2 separate regions of the Anas platyrhynchos genome follow, and region 1 is linked to region 2. Evidence: chromatin contacts called from public Hi-C data. All regions are on one chromosome and are shown on one strand. The core of a region is the stretch at or near the end of the contact, and the rest is flanking DNA. Distances in the headings are between cores, read along the strand shown.

Region 1 (7,024 bases), core at 2,624-5,123, 100 kb after region 2:
AGCATCCCAGCATTTCACATCTCAAGCTAGAGGCAAGTAGTTTTCTGCCCCAAGTGCTCTTATCTGTTCTACATTATTGATGCATTATTTAGTTTTGGAAGCCAAGTCCTGATCTAAACCCCAGATCCACACAACAAACTCGCCCGAAGACAATGACATGGAGTAATTTGCCCTATAACCCAGTGACAGGAACATTCCCAGGTGGATAATTAAGGCTTTTAATCTGCATAGTCTCTAAGGTACCATAAGGGAAACCAGCAAAGGCTGGAGGGATGAGCTGGTTAGGAGACAAGAGGTGTATGGGCATCTCATCCCACTGTGTTTTCTCTTGAGTGTTTCTAATGAACATGCTCCAAGTAGAGTCATGTTTCAACCCTAGCCCTTTAAGGGATAATTTCTCTCTTGGTTATAACCCATAACTGAGATCAGATCTCAGCTCTGCCAAGGGTGAGACAAATAAGATTAGCAATGGTACCCTCAGCGCATCTCCCTCAACGTGAGTGACAGAGCTGCTGTCAAGACGGTCTCTTGAACTTCCCCTTGAGACAGTTTAGTTCTGAATATCCCAAAGCTGGTCAATCTTCAGTATAAAAAGCCATCTATCTAGCAGGGTCTTGGAGAAAGCTGAAACAATGAGAAGGAAGGTGGTTTCTTCTGCAGAGGTCTCATTCACCACCAGTGTTATGTTAGGGCAGCTAGTGGCTTGATAAACCCTTTTAAGTTAGGTTAAAGCTAAATAAATAAAAAAGAATTTGATTTTCTGGAAAGCTTGACTCCAACAAGCCATTTATTATTAGCAAAGTGCAATAACACACCACTTTTAATCTGTATCACACCCCTGCAGATCCCCCTCCAGTGGGGAGACCGGGTGCTCGGGGCACATCTGCATAGATCATAGGATGAGAGGGCTTACACTAGATCTAGTGGCACTGCACTGAACTAAGCTGTTGGTCCTACAGCCTGACCTCTCTACAGGAGTTTTCACATCTCTCACCCTTTAAAATTACCTTTATAGTCTGGTTTGATATTTTTCTGAGGGTAGGGGAAGACTGTCAATAAAATGGAAAAACACAATCAGGCTAAAAAGGGATTCATTTACCTTCTCCTGCCTTCCCTGCAGGTACCAGAGCATCCTGGACTGTGAAAGCAAAATGTCGAAGAAAGAATATCCCAAGGTGAGAGCCAAAGACTCAGACAAGGTGGGACAGAGCAGGCCCTGACAACAAAATAGTCTGTTTTTTAGCAATTAGAGACAAAAATTTTCCCAGTATCTGGTGCTGTTCTGAGGACAGCAGGTCAGATCTGATTCCCTTTTAGTATGTACAGATGGACTGAAACATATAAGATGCTCCAGGATGGGATGAAATCTTCCCATATAACATTCAGATTCCTTTGGAGTGAATAAATCGTAGTGGAAGAGACTAATGGAAAACCATCAAGAGGTATAGGACCTGGCAGAAGATTTAAAACCGGTTAGAAAATGAGAGAAGGATCTTGAAACAAAGGTGCACAAAGCTATTAAGGCACCCAGACATCCACATTGGGCTGACAGATATGACACTGGGATATCTCTGCCCTCCTGAACCAGAAGATGGATGCTTTGGTGTGTCTCAAATCTGTGTGTCTCAAATGACTCACTCAAAGCATTTACTAAAGAAAGCTGTCTACCCTAGTGTGAAGAAATCACTTTCTTGGCTCTTTTGACTATAAAAATATAATAAAGATAAAAATAAATAAAACAAAAAATATATATATAAATATTTACAGGACAGGATCTTTCTTAAAAAGAAACTCAAGGTTTCCTATGAGATGATAGAGAGGGAGACTTCCTGTCTGAGGAACCAGTGACCATATTTTTGCTACCCCAAGGCTTTCTTGCATTACCATGGACAAATTAGGAGGACACACTGGAAATAGGCAAGGCAGAAACTTCTCCCACACTTCAGAAAGGGCTAGAATGTGTTTAGGTCATGTCCCTGACATTCACTTCAGGGAATATAGAGAAGAAAGTAAGGGATTATTTCACCCCAAAAAGTTAAAAGGTCAACAGGTATGATGCTTGGATTGAAAGAGTAGGAAATTAAAATTCCAGTTGATCTGATATTGAAGTTATGTATGAGCCTGTTTTGTTGTATGTTTGTTTTTTTTAGCTCATGGAAAGAAGATATCTATCACAGACTAATGGCAATCCAATGGGGAAAAAGTATGGTTTATCCCAAAGCCATCGTGGTGATGTGTCCTGGAGCAAGTCCACGGAGGATCTTCCCATCCATAAGATCAGTGCCACAACACGGAACCTCCAAGGACTCCCGACCCCCTTTGACACCCATAGAGCCAATCCACAGAGTAACACTTTACCTTTTGCTCCACTCAAGACACCACCTCACAACAGGATTTTGAAGAAGAGAGAAGCTGATACCAGGATCCTGACAACAATCCAACCCCTGAGCAGGGAGACCAAACCCCATAGAGAGCCATCCTTCCCTTCCTCTCTTCAGAGCATGCAGAGGATGCAATGGAGCCCCACCACCATCACATGGAAGAAGTCTGCCTCAAAGGTTAGTAGGTGTTCTGCTCTTCTTTGAAAGCTCCTCTGAAATTTATTTTCTTTGGGTGTCCGGAGTCATGCTTAGGAGTGGTTGGGCTTCATGGTGGTTGTTCCTCATCCACTGGGCATGGGGGCTGCCCTGTGGAAGGGCAACCATGCCTAGGGATGGGGGACCAGGTTTACAGGGGAACCATATTGTGCTATCAGAGCTACCACCAGGATAGAGCTTGCTCTAAAATGTGGTGGGGGTGAGCAACAAATCCACCACAGAAAATCCTTTAGCACATCACCGCCCTATGGTATGGATGCCACTTTCTCTATTTTTAAGGTTTGGTAGACTCGCCAAGAGATCCCCAACACATGCTGGATCTCCCTTGAGACAGGTTCTGCAATGCCAGCTTTGGGTGATTTCATGCTATCAGGGACACCAGTCACACATTCAACAAACTATTTATTGCCATGATCCCTTCCCTGGAAGGGAAGAGTTAAAAATGTACAGCCTAGATGGGAGAGCAGCAACAGTGGCTTCAAAAATCAGGATAGGTAAGAGAAAACATTACTTGGCTCTGTAAACTGAGGGAGGCCTTGCCCAAAGAACTGAGAAGGACTGTTCCTGGGGACAACAAACCAAGACCAAGGCTGGATGAGGTCTACAGCAAAGAAGTCCGACCCCACACGATACAAGGATGCAATATTATGACCACCCCAGCATCTGGAAAGCCTTTGATGGAGTTGCTTTCCCCACGCTGGGGCCTTGTGCAGCTCCTCTCCTCTGTTTAAGAGAATTTACCTGTTTGTCACCCCCCCACAGGAAGGCAAGATCTCCCGTGACAGACAGGTGATCATCTCCTCAGTGCCGGATGCAGCCAGTGACTCAGCCACAGGCAGAAGCTGTGAGTTGGATTTATTTTTGCTTACCAATCGTCATTGCTACTCTACTGTTGCAGCCGGGAAGGGGCAACTTGGTCCTGTACCCCTTCCAGCCCCGAAGGGGCCCGTTGCACAGAGCTGGCACACCCCGATGCAGCTGGGATCTGGGCCAGCGATGTGTCCACGGAGCCATCCTGACTCCCTGTGCTCTTATCCCAGCATTTAAAAATAGCTGGGACTAAACACCAGGGCAGAATTACGTCCGTGTTTAGATTGGGGTGAGTCATATCTGCCTGCACCTCAGCCTTGAGGAAAGGAAGAGGGAGAGGTTCCTTTGTACCTAAGGAGTCTTGGCTGGGCTCCTTTTTGGACTTGGCAGCAGTGATGTATCAGACAGAGTCATCTTTGGCTGAGGACAGGCTATGTAAGTGATCCCTAATGCTATGATATCATCGGGACTATAGCAGGTCAGGGATATTTCAAGGCAGGAGGCATCTGTGAACGGGGAGAGATCCAAGCTGAAGCTTTGTCTGGGAAAGGGTTGAATTTTACCAAAAGTATGTCATCAGGAAGGTTTCAGAGGTTTGGGACTCAAAAGTGCGTCTCTCTTGCAATCCCATAACAACTGGATTTGAGACCAGGGAACCATCCTGTCTGCTCTGGGTCTGGAGCAGGAATCTGTGGACCCCATATCCCAGCTGCCGAGGGTTTGTTCTCTTTCTTTTCCTTGTCTTTCTTCTCTTCCACATGAGAGACAAAAAAAAAAAAAAGATGATGTGCTTCCAGGATTTGAGACACTGTATTTAATTACCCAACTGCCTGGGAAAACAAGTCTCTTACATGAGCACACAGACAAAAGAAGGAGCTGAAGTTTCCACAGCATCGCTGGAATATTTTTTTAATATCAAAGCATGTGAAGTCACCATGCTATCCTGCTAAATGTGATCACAGCATTTATTAGCTGCAGTGTGCCTTTTACAGCATGAGGAACATCTTTTCTTCTGGTTGGTGGATGGTGACTCATGGTCTATCTTAGAGCCTTACACCAGCCTCCAGCCCTTGGCTCAGAGCCTTGCAACAGCAAAGACTTCGTGTCGTCTTGGGCACTACTTCTGTGGTAGGGCTAGGGCTTGTTTGGGGTGGGATCCTTTTGGAGAGGTAATTGCAGCCAGGAAGAGAGCTGGGAATATGATAGCTACCTCTGATGTAGGCACTGGATTGGCTCAGAGATGGGACTCTAGCTCAGAGACAGGAGATGTAACGATTCCTAAAGAAGCCCAGGAACCAGCTGTCCCGTACCTCTTCTGGGACAAGACTTGTCCATGACTATACATGTGCTGTTCTTGGTCATTTCCACAGAAGGACACATCAGTGCTCCACATGCACCAGCAGGTTTTCTGCAGGAGGCTGCTCACCATCACCCAGGGACTGCCCCACAGCTCTTTTTTTTAGGGTTGAGGAGCGGACACCTGGCCAACGCAGCGACCTGGGATGGGGAATGCAGTGTGTTTAAAGGCTTGAAGCCACACGGTGCTCTAAGGATATACAGAGCACAGGTCTGGGCCACCACGAAATGGTGGACACCAGCTTGGCAGTGCTCAGGAAAGCTCTGCTGACTGGCATTTGGCTTATCAGCAAGCTCATGCCCATGAAACAGTTCAGAGCTGAATAATTACACATAAAACCAAAATACCAGTAAGTCCTTTGAGACCATGCTTTGTTACCTCTGAGATGCTAAGGGAGTCCTGAGCATTTCGCAAAGGGCAAAGCTGGCTACATCCATTAGGAAAGCCCATTCCCAGGCACATAAACCAGCTGGGCTTCATCCCCAGCCACACTCATGGCATCAAAAGATCTGGAGGAAGCTGTCACTGAGGACATCACCAAGTCACTGATTAACAGGGTCCAAAAGGCTATAGTTAGCAGTAATGAGATTAAATTGAGCTGTGAAAGGCTTACATGATCTAACAAAATACTTCCTAAGATGGAAGACTGTAAATCAAGGAGCCGTTTTCCCGAAGGGAAATAGTTGAAAGCTTGAGTCTTTTAATATTAAAAAGGAGAAGGCACCAGCTAATTTGCTGCAGGTATAGTCTCTTGAGTGGTCCAGCTTTAAAAATTTACAACCTGCAGATGAATATTGGCAACCAGAGAGAGGAAAATCGCAGCCAAGAAAGAAAAGAGAGGGGCTCGTGTGTGGGCATGCCGCTCCCCCAGCTCACACACATACTTATGCTCGTGCATGTATGCATTGATATAGCTCCGTTATTCAAGGCTTTCAGCTGAAGGGCACGCGAGGAGGATGTTATCTCGGTGTCATACAAAGATGAAACAGGAGTCTGACGTGACTGCAAATTACAGAGCATTGAGATTGCCTCCAAAAGTGCCTTTAATTCCCTTCCCCTTTCTATTCTGCAGTCATTTCAGTCTGTACCCACGGGGAATTTTCAAAGCCCAGCAAGGAGGTGAGGCAAAGGGGAGCACAGAGGCGGTGGGCTGCCCCATCCTACAAGCTGGTTTTGGCTGCAAAGCTTGCTTACCAGACAGCAGCGTCCCCTGTCCACCACAGCACCCACACCTTCTGCAAGAGAGTGCGCTGCCATCTAGTGACAAACTTCCATCCCCCTTTGGTCCCAAATCTGGTCTCTGAAGGGACACTGCTGCACGGTGACTGCCAGACACCATGTCCCTGGTGGGCTCTCACCCTTGGTCCCTCCAGAACCTGGGGTCTGCAGCCAGCACCCTCTGTTCGCAGCAAACCAAGCAGCAGGCAGGCTTGGGAAGTCACTGCTAGAACCAGAAAACCTGAAACCATGGGGGGGCAAATGCTGATTTAAGATAAAAAACTCTGCGTGTGTTATGGGTTCAAGACAACTCTGGCACGTGCAGTGGTACAGCCTCCTGCATCCAAAATAATCCTTAAAAGCTCATTTCCCTTTCACCAGCTGCTTTCTATGAGCATGACAAAAGGGGATTGAATGACAGGGCTCCCACAAGTGGCCAATCTGTCCAACTTTAAGAGTTTTGTGCATCTCCAATACAGCCAGGGAGGAAGCTTGGGATGTTCAAGTGTGGGATGCATCTGGACCCCCAGTTCCCAGGAGGAAGGGGTAGAAGTGGGTGCTCTCCTTCCCCGCCCCCCTCTCCCAGCCCCTATGGCAGCTGACTGGGGGTGCTGGGACCACAGGCATATTTTGGAGCTGTGATGGAAAGGTGCAGATGTTCCTGGGTGGTTGCAGAGTACAGGAGCACCAGCTCCATCTCATCACACGTGAGCTGTCAGTGCTTATACCTGGCCTTGCTCTGCCTCAATCTGCCCTTTCCTCCTGCCTTTACACCCCTCCACCCACACAAAATAACTAAGCCCTGATCAACCGTGCATTCTGCCCCCTGCCTGATGCTGTGCTAGCTGACACCTCTGCCATCCAGTTCGTGCTACCTGCTGTGTGTGACAGCCCCAGCCATCCCCAAATGATGTCTCCTGTTTTCCTGCCCTGCATCACAGGGTACACTCAGCATCGGTCACATCAGTCTGCACCTCCTCATCTGCTCAGCACCACCTTGCTCACATGCTGCATGTCACATCCCTTCATGCAGCAGTAACAA
Region 2 (7,212 bases), core at 2,508-5,007:
AGTCTCCTTAAGAGCTTCTAAATCTGCTCTTCAGAAATTCCATTAAGCAATCTAATTAGCTAATTCTATTAACTGATTAGGTGATATTAATTAGTTAATTTAGGGGGGAAATTTATAAAGCTATCGAAGGAAATACAGAAAAAGGAGGGGGGACTTTCGGCCAAGAGCTTCCTTTCTTCACCCCCACAGTGCCTTAATTAGAAATTTTAATTAGCCATATGCTGGGGGTAGGGAATCGCTAATGGACCTCTGCTCACCCCATCCTCTCTCCTGCTAGTCTTGCATCTTCTGGCAATTCACGGTGACCAAAGCAACCATGGAGGGTGGAGGCTTGGCTCTTGGGTATGTTTTCTTCCCTATTCCTTTTGTCAAGATCACATCGCACAGGGCACCAGGCTGTGGGTTTAGGAGATAAAAGCCCTGGTGCCTAGGACACCTCTGAAGGGCACTACAGGGACATCAGGCAGCCTCCAAAAACATTCCTTAATTCGTGGCAATGATGCTGAGAAGCTGGGAAGTGTTCCTCGTGCCTTTACAGGTGGATGCCCATCGGCAGGGACACCCAAGGCTCTGGTGCTTGTGAAACAAGTGGTGTGCCCGTGGAGTTGCAGGGCTGGAAGGGTGGCCTGTGGGTGGTGTGAAAGAGGGATGAGCCATGCCCCAGGCACCTTCCCAGAGGTCCTGGGCGAGGGCTTAATCTTGGCAGCTTTGTGCAGCATCATCCAGATTGGAAACTTGGCCACGCTTCCCAGTGACACCCAGATCTCAGCTCCTGACAAATACTGGCAGGGGCACAACCATGCCTGTGAATCCTCCTGACCCAGGCTGATGTATGGGAGCTCCAAGGATGCCAGGAAGACTCCCACCTACTGCATCCCATGTAGCTGTGAACCTGGTGCACCAGTCTGTCACCAGTTACGCACAGATCTGGCAGGGGGAGGCAAGCAACCTCCCGGCCAGCTGCAGCGCTTCTTCCTGACAAGCACCATGGAAAAAAAGGCTCAGCCTGCTCCAGGCACCTCTCTAAATACCTTCTTTGCCTCCCCTCGCAGCATATTTTCTCAAAAGCCAATGCTTCCTGAAGGAATGGGAGTGGGTACCACCACCACCACACCGCTCCTAAGGTCTCTGGGAGGTGCTGAGCTAATCCCATCAGAGCCACTTGAGAAACCCCAATATTGATTAACTTTGATGTCCTAGGTGGGCTAGGGCAGAGGCTGAGGAGCTGCAACCCCAGGGAGAGGTGCAGGTAGTTGGGGAGAAGGGGCAGCTGCTGTGAGTTAAAGCCCTCGTGCCTGGATCAGGAGCTCCTTGGGGCAGGGTGGTCTCACGCATCCCTTCTGCAGTACCCACAGGAGATAACTCCCCAGGTTGAGTTGTTATCACACAGCAAAGGCAAATGAAATCCTGGACCGTGGTGGCTCTGTTAATATTAATGCTGCCAATGTTACCGCTAAAAGCACCAGTGCCACTGCCTGTGCCTCCACACACACCCACAGCAGGCTTCTGAAACCAAGAAGCGTCAGATTTTAGTGTAAATTTTGAGGTGTTAAGCCTTGCAATACACCCTGCTTTCAAATCTTTCCTAGCAACCATCAGGATCACAGATTTTCGAAAGGGAAGGTGAGAATTCACAAAAACCCAGGAACGGGGGCAAAACCCCCGGGGACGGCATGACTCACACGGGAGCCCTGGCAGCATGGCGCAGCTCTGCCTCCCATCCTGGTGCGACAAGAGCAGCCCCACAGGCTCAGAGAGCCCAAAGTGATCTCTGCAAGGCACTCACCTCCTTGCACCAGACTTCACGGCTTCAACCACAAATACTCGCTGCAACATGGGAATTGCAGCACTCACCTGTGGTGCAATCAAGGCAGTTTTCAAGCCATGGTCCTGCTCCATCGCAGGGGCACACTGAGGCACAGATCAGTTTGGAGCTGACTTTAAACTGTCTTTGAAAGGTGAAGATTCATCCCGAGTAATAAATGTTGTTTTGAGGAGGGCAGAGGATGTCTCATGAAGCCAATTCCCAGTCAGGTCCAAATCAAAACATTCAAGTTTTAACAAATGGATGGAGAAGTGGCTGTTCCCTGTCTCCCCTGGCTGGATGCCGAGGAGCTGGGTACCAGACTCCCAGATCTAGGTGGTGCATACATTCCCTGCTTCTCATAGCTTTCCTGAAGTTACCAGCCATGCCACAACCAGGTGTTACAAGCCCAGAGGGATCCAACGTGGTAATTCACCTGGCCTTTTGTTCACAGAAGTCTGCGAACCGTGCATGTGAGAGCTCACCCACTTTGGGATACTTTTTACCACTGGGCTGGGAACAAGGAAGCCCGAAGAGTCTCCCAGCTCCTCAGTTCTCATCCTTCCAAGCACCCAGGAAACTATATTAGAAATAATGAGATGATCTTATGAGTGACCTCAAACACTTCACTGTTGAAAATCAGATAATCCTTTGCTGGCTGTCCCACCTGTTTCCCAAAATACATCCCCCATATGCTTGCACATCTGGGGAGCAACCTTCAGCAGCAGCCACATGGATCCCATTTCCCTCGCCCTGATGTCGGCGGAATGGCAATAGGTTGGAAGCAGTAAGGCGAAGGAACGTGAGAGCTCTTGATCTGAGCAGCAAAAAGTAAATCTTGGACAGCTCTGGGGTTGACCTCACTGTAAGCTGGATGCTTAAAAAGCACTGAGATGGATGAGGGCAAATTTCCAGCTCAACTTGTCAAAACTAGGCGGCACAACTAACCCAGCTGCATGCAGAAAGTATTGAGGTGGTGGCTTTTGTTATTTCAACCCATATTGGTTATTTTTTGTCCCACTTCTCTATTATGTGCCTCAACCCCATCAAAGTCTGCTGATTCTTCTTTGTTATTTCATAGAACAAATTCACAGTTTTTGGACCAAATGATCATGTGGAGGAAAGGGCAGGGTCTCAGAGGGACTTTGCTATATCAGAAGACTCTTAGAAACCACTGCTTGAGCTAATTTCCCCAAAACTACCTTGCTATCTCTTTGAAGAGGTGAGCCAGCAGGATATTTCTTACAGTGTTTCCTTAAATGTATGCTTTTTATCTCTTTTTTCTTTCTTATTCTTCTTTTTTTTTTTTTCCCTGTTGGGTATTCCAGCATCAGCCCCCGTGGAGGATGAGAACTGCCACAATTCTCTCACATATCATTATGTCACGCTAAGAGCCCGGACCGTAACTGTAAGTCCTCTGCTGGGAATTGCCTCAAATCCTGCTTTCTGCAGAAGTGATGCAGAGGGCAGCAAGGATGCCCAGTGTTAAATGTAGGCGACGGGAGGCTCCCATGTGAGAACAGACTGAACGGATTTGGGTTCTTCCTCTGAAGTGAAAGATTTCTGTGAGAATATGGTATTAGAGCTTGTAAAATCATGAATAGGGAGGGAAAGATGTATATTAAACAATTATACCCAGGACCACTGAGAAAATTTGCAATTAAGCACATTTTAGACGTAAAACAAAATGTTTTCCCAAGTGCATGGAATTCACCTGTGGAACTCATTGCTGTGCGATGGCCAAATGTTTCAGCAGAAATTCAGATCTTTAGGGGGGGTATATCAATTAACATCTACTGATCTCCATCCTCGTGAGTCCTAAACCGCTGGCAACAGCAAAGGAGGGCTTTGGGGACAGCCTGAGGACAGGACGTGGTGGCCTCTGCCAGCTTCACCGCTGCCCCGGCGAGGCACGGCGTGCTAGCTGCAGCTCACTGTGTACTTTTGCGAGGATCCCTGGAGCAGCAGAAGTTGGTACTAAAGTTCAGCTGTAACAGGAGCTTTGTTTAGCGGTGCTGGGACCAGAAGGTCAGCAGCAGCTGCTCTGCCAGGGTTTAACGCTTTGTTCACCTCCGCGCGCTCGCCCGTGCAGAGTTTCCTGTTCCCTGGGCAGTGCAAGGAAGAACCTTCTGTTATTTTGTTAGCCCCTATTATTCATCAACTTTTAACGCCGAAAAGCCGAGCCGCGTGCGGCTCCGTTGTGCTGTAAGACAGCAGCCAGCAGCAGTTCCTCGCTGCTTTTTCCCAAGCAACCAGGAAATTTCGCAGCTTGTATTTTTGCAAAGTGCTGTTCAAATGATGGCAGCTCTTGAGAGCCACGGGGATGCACCACTGTCAGGATATTTAAATCAGGGCAAACTTCAAGTGCCAGAATAAAGGCTCACATTGCAGGAGATAAGTGTAGCAATGCAGAGCACTCAGCTGCTATTTTGCAGCCTAGATCCCACCTAATTATTTTTTTCTTTTTGAGCAACTGCAGGGCTGAGGAGTCCGTGTGTTAACCTGGCAGAAGCCGGGGAGAGTTCAGAGGTGACTATAAATGAGCAGACAGCCCTCTAGGAGGCCATTTTGTGAAGTGTCTTGAGCACATGATGGACAGCAAGGTCTTCCCTGACTTCCAGCCCCGATTCAGGGCATGATCCTGGCTGCAGATGCCAGCCGGGTGGGCACGAGTCCCTTTTCCAGCCCTGAGGACGTGTGGTACAGGAGCACCGCTTGTGTCTATGCCACTGATGTCATCTATGGCACAGATGTCTTGTCCTTCAAAACAGACGTGCGATCATGTCCCTGTGACAACTCCCACACTGTGCCTGGGCATCACCTGGGAAATGCCAGCACATTCGTACTGTGCTCACTGCCTAATAATACAGACACCCTCGTGCTGCTGGGGGGGACCTTCATATTTCAGCACTGAGTTGAGGTGGTGCATGTACCCTCTGGCTGCTCTCAAACCCAAATTTCTCCTCCCAGCCTGGTAACACACGTGTTTCCAGCAGCTCCTGAGAGGCCAACCCAGCCCTGCTCCAACACACGTGCCAAAGCCTCTGTAGCTCTGATCCCCCCTGGCAGAGACATCCCCAAGTGTGGCAGCACGCCACGTCCTGTGCGTACAGCCAAGGCATCTTGGAGGAGATAAAACTACAGCAAACCCCAGCGGCTCCCCAAGCTTTTACCCACCCTGCCAGGCCACCACCACGTGTCTCCCCCCGCTGAGCTGCCCTCCAGGTCAGCCCGTCTCATATCACAGCTCTCCAGCAGCCCCTGCCTGATGGCTCAGCAACAGCCCCAGGAGCTGCAGTCCTAAATTATACTGCTTTGTTATGGTTATAGTCTTTTATTCTCCAGGCTCTTTGCTGAACAGCCGTGACACTTTGACCAGAAACCTCAAAGGACTCCAGCTACTTAGAATCTGCCTCTCCTCTTCACTGGGGTTTGCTGGTGTGAGACTTCCCTGGGGATTTACTGTTTATTCTTCCCACAGCGCCTTATCAAGCTGGATCAGCATGTTCAGATGAGAGCATTGTAATGTTGGCTATGTCACATCCAGGGTTCCTCAAATCCCAGCTCGGCACTACTCACTACCATCTCCTGTGTCAGGTCTTGGACCTCCGTGCTATTTTGTAAAGTGCTGGAGGACTCTTTGTGCCGTTTCATAATTGGATCATAGCAATCTTTGGCAGAGTTGACCCTTTACTTTGAAGGTGATGGCTGATGATATCCCACAGGAGCTTGTGGATTATGGGCCATGCTTACCTGGTATCATGCAAAGGCTCCTTCTGCAGATCACCACTCCTCCTACTTATAATTGCATGAGAGAAAAGCCTTTCCTGTGCATGGATGTTTTGGCAGCTTTATTTCTGTCTAGATTCCTATCAAGAAAATTTATCAGACCAGCCTTCCCCACAATCAATATATCAGAAGAAAGCGGTTCAGTAGAGCTGGATAACAGGGGAACAGCAACCTGCCAACCTAGAGATGCTCAAGTAATGTGACACAGCCATGGGCATGTGGTCCATACTTGCCTGTACCACAGCAAGTCTCCATCTGCATACAACCAAACGGAAGGAAAAAGCCTTTTACAGCTGGGTAGTAGCTGCTCATCTTGCTGAGGCCACAAAGGGGGAAGCTGGATCACACGATGAATGGCAAAGGTGCCTCCTTCACCAGCTCCACCACAAGCAGCTGTGGCCACAGGAGTTAAAGCCCCCATGGCTCTGATGCTTTACAATATGCCAGACCAAATTACCTGCCGAGGCGAATGGAGCTTGGCTCCACAGAATCACGCTGGGAGCCAGTCCTGATGTATCATCCACGGAGGGCAGCGGGAGAAGGCAGATATTCTTATCTGATCTGAACCAGATTGCACATCTCTGGCAATCCCTGTGGTAATGTATAATCTTGGGCCAAGCCAGGAAACCCGATCCTGTGCTGAGGCCTCCAGCTGTTACTGCACACTATCATAAAAACCTGCTTCATGCACCTGCTTGTATAATCCACTTCCACAGGGGAAACAGCCTTCCTGGCCATCCCCAGAGATCAGTTTTGCCCTGACAAATGAACCTTGCAAGACCTTGTAGTTTTAGCTAATATAGTTAGCATTGGTTTCCTTCTCCTGTAGGTTTGTTAGCATTCTTCCTGCACTGAAAGTATGATCTTTGAGCCTTTGAAGTGTCTTCTCCTTCACTGTTCAGTGGCTGGTGAATCCATGGAGAGACGCAATCCACAAGAAGATGCAGACATGCCTTTCTGCATGGGCACTCAAGGTGACCAAGAAAGTCTTGTAACACTCTGAGCTGGAATAGGAATACAGCCAGGACTGAACACAAGGACCTTTTCCTCTCTCTACTGATTCTCTAGGAACAGACAAGGAGAAACAGCCATCATCTGAAAAAGCAAGAAAACTTCAGGAACACTAGTTACCCAGACCCAAGTGAGAGTCCCTGCGTGGGCTGTAATGACCATGAACACCGCACAGTTCTTCTTAGTGACCGTCCTCATCAGGACAAAATCCGAGCCCCTCTCATCAGGGCAAGCCACAGCAGACTCAAGACCAGAGGCAGATTTCTATCATTCTCTCACCTTTTAATTCTTCCTTTTCCCCCAAATCCATGTGAACATTTCCATTACACACCAGCATAAAAGGGAGTCTGGTACTGTAATTTCCTGTGGAGAGGAAGCTGTAAGTCAATTACCAGCTATCTTTAAGCCAGGAAAAAGACTGAATTCAAGATGAGAGACACCAATAAAGTCCTATAGGGACAGACTCCACAAATGAAAGAATGAACATTTTTGCACAGTTTCTTTTGAAACCACAGAAGAGCAGCGCTGGGCAGGAACAGAGCTTTCTCTGTGATTCACTGGAGGGTTCCAAAACTCCAGAGGAGACATAACCCTCCTCTAATAAATGA

The links. A called contact is a pair of places that touch in the nucleus more often than the background predicts.
Region 1: a Hi-C map of skeletal muscle shows a contact between it and region 2, with 5 times the contacts expected there. The contact joins two enhancer-like sites. A contact is called at or near these places in 2 of 8 Hi-C or Micro-C datasets (liver and skeletal muscle).

What each region holds. Positions count from the first base shown.
Region 1 is chr2:154,364,023-154,371,046 of IASCAAS_PekinDuck_T2T, forward strand. It overlaps XIRP1 (xin actin binding repeat containing 1), which reads left to right. Exons shown (of 8, transcript XM_038173952.2): 3 at 1,121-1,175; 4 at 2,151-2,558; 5 at 3,360-3,441. Among named protein-coding and RNA genes, the nearest start is that of XIRP1, 5.3 kb to the left of the region's middle. Within about 2 kb of position 3,874, at least 2 of the 8 cell types and tissues checked have an H3K27ac peak or open chromatin away from gene starts, as enhancers often do.
Region 2 is chr2:154,262,539-154,269,750 of IASCAAS_PekinDuck_T2T, forward strand. No RefSeq gene overlaps it. Among named protein-coding and RNA genes, the nearest start is that of XIRP1, 96 kb to the right of the region's middle. Within about 2 kb of position 3,758, at least 4 of the 8 cell types and tissues checked have an H3K27ac peak or open chromatin away from gene starts, as enhancers often do.